3 separate regions of the Anas platyrhynchos genome follow, and regions 1 and 3 are each linked to region 2. The links are chromatin contacts, called in public Hi-C maps. All regions are on one chromosome and are shown on one strand. The core of a region is the stretch at or near the end of the contact, and the rest is flanking DNA. Distances in the headings are between cores, read along the strand shown. Region 1 holds the start of HP1BP3 (heterochromatin protein 1 binding protein 3). Region 2 holds the start of EIF4G3 (eukaryotic translation initiation factor 4 gamma 3). Region 3 holds the start of DDOST (dolichyl-diphosphooligosaccharide--protein glycosyltransferase non-catalytic subunit).

Region 1 (2,700 bases), core at 137-2,636, 160 kb before region 2:
GGATCCAGCACTGTGACCAGTGACAAACCACTGATACTTGAACAAACACTTAGGCTGCTAGTGTTACATACCAGGGCAAGACCCTTCCATGGGCAACACCCCCTGCACTGTAAATGTGACACCACCACATAAGCTCTCTTTCGAAACTATTACTTATTAAGCCATCACTTACTGGTCCATAGTACAAACACCATACATAACAAAAGCTGTGAATTGCTGGCACTCCACACAAAACCACTCGCACCTGCTGTTGGAGTTCATTAATGTAAAACTTTATTTCTCCTCTCTCAAGAAAGTTAAAACCCTCACAACAACCTCGGCCACTTGTAACAAAACGCTCACAGAAGGGACACATCAGTTTCCGCTGAAAGGAAAAACACCTGAGAAAGAGAGACTCTGGAGACAAAAATAATTCAAGCAGCTGCTACCCGAGAGAAGCACACGAAACACTGAAAAGTTAGTTTATTTGCAGGCACACTCGGTTAAAGGGGAGACAGGGCGCAGAAGCCAGTAGGTTTTCTCACAGCACATACACTAAGCTCACCCCCAGTACAAATGATGGGTATTTTCTCCCCCTGCCCACCCCTGACTTCCAAGCCCCCCCACTACCCCCCAGCCTCTTTAAATCCCTCCCGAGGCAGGCGAGTGCTCTCCTGCCCGGCTGGGCCCTCACACAGCCCGCACTCACCTGCACCCCTCTGCCCCCCACCCCCCACAGCCCCCACACAGTTTAACAGCACAGCCACTTCAGACCTCCGCAGTACAATCGCTGCTTGCCAAAGGCTGTTGGCCAAATATTTTTTTTTTAAAAAACGCTAAAAGTACTATTTATGGTAAAAATAAACAAAACAAAAACAAAAACCAAACCGCACGCCTGCAGCAGCAGCGAGCCGTCCCTCAGCAGGCCCCATAACCCGCTAAGGGCCCTGCCGAGGCTCTGCCCCCGCAGCCCCCCCAGGTGAGGTGCCGAGGATCACCCACAAGCGGCGCCCCCAGCCCCGGCCGGCCTCACGCTGGGCCCGGCCCCCGAGCAGCGCGGAGGGCCCGGGGCTGGGCCCCCCCCGGCCGAGCGGCGCCCCCCGGGGGGCTCCCAAACCCCCGCCCGGGGCCGGGGCGCGGCGCTGCGGGCGGGCGGCGCCCTGAGGGAGCCCCCCCCAGGGCCGGGCCCGTGTGTGTGGGGGGGGGGCGAGGGCCCGTGCCCGGCCCCAGCGGCCCTCCCCCGCCGCGGGACCTATCGCGACAGCTCCCGACAGGCGCCCCGCGAGGCCGGGGGGGGCCGCCCCGGGCCCGGCCGCCGCCCTCCGCACTCACCAGCAGGCCCGGCGGACACAAAGCGGCCTCTAATGGCGGCGGGGAGCCGGGACGGGCGGGGGGGGGAGGAGGGGGGGGGGGGGGGCCGGGGCAAGGGGGCGGGGCCTTCGCCCGCGGGGGGGCGGGCCCCGGCGGCGCCGCCGGCCAATGGGAGGCCGCGGGCATTTTTCGAACGCGGGGCGGGCCCCTCCCGCCTCTGCGCGTGCGCGAGGCCCCGAGGCCCCGCCCCCTCCTCCCTGAGGCCACGCCCACGCCGCGGACAAAACAAGGGGCGGGGCCCGCGCCAGGCCGCGCCCCGCCCCCTTCGCCTCAGCCCTGAGGCGGTTCCCGCCACAGCCCCCTGAGGGCGCTGAGGGGCGGCCCCGGCCCCAACCCCAACCCCAACCCCAACCCCAACCCCAACCCCAACCCCAACCCCGGGTCCCCCCTGTGCCCGCCCGGGCCTCGCCCCCGCCGCTTTTGTTTCTTCCTTGTGTTTCTTGCCTATTTCCTAGCCCACCCCCCCAAGTTTGAGGCGTAATTCCTCAATTTGCTGCCTATTCCCGTTCTCTGGGCTGCCCGCAGGCTGTGCCCAGCTCTCCACACACAGATCCCTCAGATCAGACAAACGCCTTCAGCCCCGCGGTGCCACAGCCCGTGTTGTGTTGTGTTCTGTTCCCAAACGCCACAAAGCTTTTCAGCTGTAGGCTCTTGCCCAGGCAGCTTCTCAGCTGCTTTCTGCAGGTTACCCCATGTGCTGCAGCCTCCTCCTGGCTGGGGGCGCTTCCATGGCGTGGGGAAGGCACTGAGGCGGTTATTGGGGCACCGTGGCACCCTTCAGCCCTCCTACAGATCTCCTACAGATAGGAAACCTCATTCAGGAGGCACTTCTGCTGTTCTCAGAATGGCAGAGGTGTCTTGTTTTCGCACTGCAGTGAATAGTGCTGTGGCTATTTCTGCTCTAAGCATTTTCCAATTATTATTATTATTATTTTTCTCCCTAAATTGGCTGCTGTAACAGCGTACTACTGCGAGCATCTCCTTCCAAAGCCAAGCTGCAGTGACCAAGGCCTGGCTCTGCCGAGCATCTCCTCTACCCCCGACTCTCTCGGTGATGCTTTGCTTTCTCCTTTGTTTCCTGCACTGAGCAGCCCTGGAAGCGCCTTAGCCAGATGGCTCCACTTTGCTAAACATTCCTTCGTTCCTTGTGAGTGCGAAATAAGGACTGTGCAGCTGCAGAAAAATGTGTTCTTTGGCCTTTCCCCCCTAGCGGTGCCTCTCTGGCGGGAGGGAGGGGATTGGAAGGTGGAGGAGAGGAGAGCAGGAGGGAGCATGCTCCTTTACTGCAGGCTTTTAAGACACGATGAAGGAAAAGATGAAATCACCCCAGCTGCCTTCCCCTTGCTCACT
Region 2 (2,700 bases), core at 63-2,562:
ATACACAGGGAACACGTTTCTTAAAGAACACACACATCACACAGCTGAAACGGATCTTAAGCAAAAAAAATAAATAAACCCTCTGCTTCCATGTTAAAATATAAGTCGTTACCACCAACAAACAGCGACGCGCACTCCTGACTGTCCCCTGCACAGCATGCGACACCAATCCAGGACAACACCGGATTTCACCAAGCATGTCTTTTCGCTCCACACCCCCCCACCCCCCAAAAAAAAACTTCAGGGGGAGGAACGCCAATTCGCCAGGGGATGCTGTCCAACACTGGAAACAAAACCCAGGCAGGCACGCTCGCTCGCCACCCCACTTTCCTGCTGATCCCTGCAGTATTTACCTCCTGACTCGGGGCCTAGTCGCAGAGAACCGGAGACCTTTAAAAACATTCCCCGAGCGCCGGCCTCTCTTTGTAGCAGGGCCGTTCTGGCGGAGGGGTTTTGGGTGGAAAGCTTCTCCTGCCCATCACACACGGCCTCGCGGGGCAAGCTGCTCAGCGCCACATTCCACCTTAGATTTATTTCCACGAGCAAAGTAAAACCCCAGGAAAATCGGCCCCGGCTGGAGAGCCGGCCTTGAAACTCGCCTTTAAAAAACAACAACAAAAACCCAGCACTTACCTGGGCAGGACCCGAGGCGAAAGTGACAAAGTGACAAGCGATTTCACATTAAAAGTTCACCGGGGGGGGGGGGGGGGGGAAGGGGGAGATTGGGCCTGGGGCCCCCACGCAGGAAGCACCCCACGGGGGGGGGGGACAGGGACAGGGCAGCACAGGGGGGTACAGCGGGGGACAGAAGGGGGGGCCAGGGGCCCCTTCCCCGCGCTGCCCCAGCAGGTGCAGCCCCCTCCACGCCTGGGGGGTGCCGCGGGCCCGCCCCCTCCCCACACACACACAAAAAGGGGCCCCAAAGGGCTGCGCCCCGACCCCCTCCCCCTCCTCCCCAACCCCTCCCCACCCCCCTCCCGTCCCCCCCACCGGCCGGGGGGGCCCTCGCCCCCCGGGGAAAGGATACTGCTGGGGCGGCTGTGGCGGCAAGGCCCTGATGGTGGGGTGAGGCGCGGGCGCCGGCGCCGCCGGGTGAGGGGGAGCCGGGGGGGGAGGCGGCCCCGCTGCCGCCGCCGCCGCCGCCCCGCTGCCGGGGCCGGTCCCCGCCGCCGCCGCCGCCGCCGCCGCGCCGGGTTTCAAAGCCGCCTTCTGCGGTAAACTCATCGCCAAGCGGAGCCACCACCCCCCGGCGGGGAGCGGGGCCGGGAGCCGGGCCGCGGGCGCGGGGGGGGGGAGCGGGCCGGGGGCCGGGGCGGCGGCCGGGGCAGCGCGGCGGGCCGGCACCGGCGCCGGTCTCCGTGACAACGCGCCTCACGGAGGGCTCGCGGCGGGGAGGGCACGGCGGAGCGGGGGGGGAGCGGCTCAGGCCGCGCTGCTCATGAGCCGCCGGCGGCGGGGGGTCTCGGCGCCCCTCCCCGGGGGCAGCGGCGCCCTTCGCGGCGGCGGCTGTCGGGCGATGCCGGCGGATTTTCCTCACAGGAGCAGCGGAGCATCAAACATGGCGCCGCGGCCGCCTCCAGCAGTCCGGCAGGACGGACGCTCGGGCGCCTTCGGGCCGCTCCGGAGCCGCTCGGCCCGGCGGCGCTCGGCAAGCTTCGGCTGTTTCCGGAGGCGCTCGCTGGCGACGCGCGCTCGGGAAACCTCGGCTCCTTCCGGAGGCCTTCGCGGGGCGCACGCGCCCTCCGGCCCGGCCCGCCACTCGCCCCGCCCCGCGCGGCCCGGCGCCTCCCGTGACCCCCGCGCTCGGGAAACTTCGGCTCCCTCCGGAGGCCGAGGACGTGCGGGAGTTCGGGAAGCTTCGGGCGGGCTCGGAGGAGGGGTCCCCGCCCAGGAGGGAGCCGCTCGGAGCCCTTCGGAGCCGCTCGGGGCTCTTCGGAGCCGCTCGGGGCGAGCCGAGGCCGCAGCTTCGGGCGCTTTCGGCTCGGCGGCCGAGCGGCTCCGGAGAGCTTCGGCAGCGCTCGGCGGCGGGGCCGCGGCTGTGAGGGGGAAACGGTCCCAGAGGCGCTGCCTGTGCTGGGCGGGTGCTGCCTTCTGCCAGCAGGGACACCTCGGGTTAGGAGGGGGCTTCCCACCCCTCAGGGCATGTGCCGTGGCCGACCCTTTAGGCCAGGGTAAAAATTTAACCCCATAAGATCTTTAGGAAGAGTTTTCCGTGGTGTGTTTGCATCCCATCTGCTGTGTCCTTGTGTCGCTGCGAGCTGAGGAGGAAGATCGTACTTTAAAGCAATCACAAATAAACTCTTAGAAGTGAAAAGCTTCTTTGATTAAAGTAAACAGCTCTCTTGGTGGGATGTTCAGGCACTTAGCGAGGAACTGGTGCTGTGACTGAAAGCCAGCTGTGCGATGAGAAAGAGCGGGGGGGGGGGGGGGGCCTGGTCACTGCAGACAAGGTACCCAGTAAGCCACACACATCACACACATCTATCCACATTGCAACTGCCCAACATGTAAGCAGAATACGCAGAAATGTCTTATTTATTAATCTGAACCTTAAGGGAGAGAGGCTGGGCTCCGTTACTCTCACAAGCACCAGCATCGTATTGACCCGTGGCCTGTAAGGGTTAAAACCCTGCCTAGCACCCAAAAAAAAAAATTATTAAAAGGGTCTTGACTACGTTTATTCCTTTTGGGTCAGATCTT
Region 3 (2,700 bases), core at 38-2,537, 210 kb before region 2:
ACAAAGCCCAGAACAAGCAAATACACATTTACCTGGCCTGGGTCTGATATATCGTAGTTGTGATGGTCGATAACAGCTGTCCTTTCCTCATCAAATTCTATCCCGCATTCACTGCCCAGCTCTCGCAGTGGATCACCTAAAAGGAGAAAATGGATTCTCTGTTATGCACCATACTCTGAAGGTCACAGTGACAGTCTCAACGCTCAAAATAACAAGTAAATTCAGCTCAAAGTGACACGTTTGGCACTCTACTGGCCAAACCCTGAGCATCACAACCTTTTTCTGCTAAATTCCCATTTAGAATAGGAACAAAGAACATATTTTTTTTATCCCAAGAACTATCACCATTTCTTCAGAGTACAGACCCTGCTGTTCACCACAAGAAGCTACATGCGTGAAGTACTGTTTAGTTAAATCCCCCTTCCACAAAGAGTGTAGAAAGTCGTTTCCTTCCCAAGCATGTGTTTCTGCGGTGCATCTGCCAAATGCAGAGCTGAAGGACGCTGCCCTACAAGCCTATCAGGTAACACATTTTGTTTCTCATCCTGTTTATTTTTCTGCAGGAGCTCTGGGTAAGGATGAACGAACTGTTTGATGGTTGCAAAGCCCGCGCAGGGCAGGAACTCGGTACAAGCAGCAGCCAAAACCCGCTGGCTTGCTGCTGACCCCCCCTCGGCTTGCTGCTCACCCCCTGACCAGGGCTGGCACTTACCGATGTCCGAGCTGGCAGCCACCAGGACGCTGCCTCCGCCGTCGATGAAGGCGGTGATGGTCTCCACGTTGATGTTCCCCCCGAAATCTGCAGGGGCACACACACCGCAGCTCCGTCACTCCCCGCCTGGCGCCTCAGCCGGCCCCGGGCGCCCCCCGAGCGCTGCCCCCGCGCTCACCTTCGATGGACGGCGCGAAGACGATGAGGTTGTCGTAGAGGAACTCCCCGTACTTGATGAGGGACAGCCCGGCGTCGTCCGCGGTGCGGAAGGTGAGCTCGAAGCCCCTGTCTGCGGCCGCCACACGCAGCGCTCAGCCCCGGCCCGGCCGCCTGAGGGCCCTCAGCGCCGCCACCGCCTTCCCGGCCCCTCCCCGCCGCCCCCCAGCCCCTTCGCCGCCCCTACCCGCCAGACTGCGGAAGAAGAGCGAGTGCGTGTCCCGCAGGCTGCCGTTCTCCAGCAGCACCAGGGTGCGGGGCCCGGCCCCGGCCGCCGCCGCCGCCGCCAGCAGCCACCACAGGCGCGCCGCGGCCGCCGCCATCTTCTCACCGGCGCCAGGCTCCTCAGGAAAAGGCGGGCCGAGGGCAGGCGGCCAATCGGCTCCGAGCCCGCCTCCGCCGCTGTCCAATCAGCGGCAGACAGCTCCGCGCCGCCGGCCAATCAAGGCGGGGCTCCGGCCCGGCCCGAAGCAGGGACGCGGGGTAAGCTGGGGGGGGGGCGGTGAGGGGCTGGGGACGCGGGTTCGAGACCCGGCCCCGCCGCTGCGCCCCCCCCCCGCCACACACACCCCGGGGGCAGGGATCTGAGCAGGAGAGGGGCCAAGAGGCAGGAGGAGAGCAGCAGGGAGACAGGCACAGGGCTGCCCGCACCGCACACACACACTCAGCAGCCCCAAGCCAACGCTGTCCGTGTTGGGGTGGAATTACAGCGCCAGGCCCCGCGCAGCTCCCCCAGCCCCGCAGTCCCCCCACATCCCAACCCCGCAGTCAGGAGGTGTCGCTGGCCATGCCGCCTTTGCCCCTTTTCCGCGTGGTTTTGGAGGCCGGTGGTGTGACGTCGAGGGATTCGAGGCGGAACGGACGGGGCTGGGGCAGCAGCGTGGCAGAGGTGCTGGTCACAGCGGCGTTCAGCCCCGAGGGAGCGGTGGGCTGAGCTGGAGAGGAGAGAAACATGGGCAAAAAAGGGCAGTAACACAATTCAAGGCTGGTTAAGGAAAAGTGAGACCTGGTGGGTGATAGTAGTGGTTGGGGGACAGTTGGACCACAGGAGCTTGGAGGTCTTTTCCAACCGCAACAATTCTCTGAACCTATTTATTCCCAGCAATGTTCTCCACGTCCTCATCAATGTGCCCCAGGCAGATTTCCCAAGGGCAGAGGGAGCCAAGCAAGTGCTCTCTGCTCTCGGAAGCTGCCATCACACACACGATCCTGGAGTGGACTTAGTTCTGCCACAGAGATCATCTGGGACCAGTATGGGGCCAACACATCCCTCCCCCAGCCCCGTTCTTCTCCACGTGCTACTTTTTGTCCTGTGTAGCCCCTGTCCAGGGGTAAAACGCTTTACATCTCCTGCTGGCTGACAACACCTATTTTGTGAGTAGGTGCAGCAACACTCTGGGGTTCTACAGCTATTTTTAAATTATCAATGAAATTAACATTTTTAATTAAAAACAGGAACAGACCTCATCCTGCAAGAAATTTCCTGTTAAGTTCAAGGGATCTGTATGTATCACCAACCAAGTTTTTGAATGTTCCTATTTAATTATCCCTACACCAATTTTCACCATGTCCATCACACTTGTGACTTAAGATTACGTCCATAGCAATCTGTAGGAGAATGCTGCAGGCTTGGGATAGTGCTCCCAAGAGAATTAGCACCCCATGAGGTTTATTCCTGAAAAAACAATATGAATGCCCACAATATATCAGACAAAAGACCACAAAGATGTGTTTACCTCGGTTCTTCATTGGATCAGTGTTAAGAATCTGGC

The links. A called contact is a pair of places that touch in the nucleus more often than the background predicts.
Region 1: a contact with region 2 is called in a Hi-C map of skeletal muscle, with 2.2 times the contacts expected there. The contact joins the promoter of HP1BP3 here to the promoter of EIF4G3 in region 2. A contact is called at or near these places in 4 of 8 Hi-C or Micro-C datasets (liver, skeletal muscle and subcutaneous adipose tissue).
Region 3: a contact with region 2 is called in a Hi-C map of skeletal muscle, with 1.8 times the contacts expected there. The contact joins the promoter of DDOST here to the promoter of EIF4G3 in region 2. A contact is called at or near these places in 2 of 8 Hi-C or Micro-C datasets (both in skeletal muscle).

Annotation. Positions count from the first base shown.
Region 1 is chr22:7,624,814-7,627,513 of IASCAAS_PekinDuck_T2T, forward strand. It overlaps HP1BP3 (heterochromatin protein 1 binding protein 3), which reads right to left and starts at 1,387. Exons shown (of 13, transcript XM_027443137.3): 1 at 1,312-1,387.
Region 2 is chr22:7,787,686-7,790,385 of IASCAAS_PekinDuck_T2T, forward strand. EIF4G3 (eukaryotic translation initiation factor 4 gamma 3) reads right to left here and starts at 1,313. Exons shown (of 37, transcript XM_072026772.1): 1 at 1,028-1,313. The coding sequence starts at 1,224.
Region 3 is chr22:7,574,878-7,577,577 of IASCAAS_PekinDuck_T2T, forward strand. It overlaps DDOST (dolichyl-diphosphooligosaccharide--protein glycosyltransferase non-catalytic subunit), which reads right to left and starts at 1,288. Exons shown (of 11, transcript XM_027443143.3): 1 at 1,116-1,288; 2 at 891-1,001; 3 at 713-799; 4 at 33-136. The coding sequence starts at 1,251. It overlaps KIF17 (kinesin family member 17), which reads right to left. Exons shown (of 26, transcript XM_038166593.2): 25 at 2,665-2,700; 26 at 1,601-1,863. The coding sequence ends at 1,697.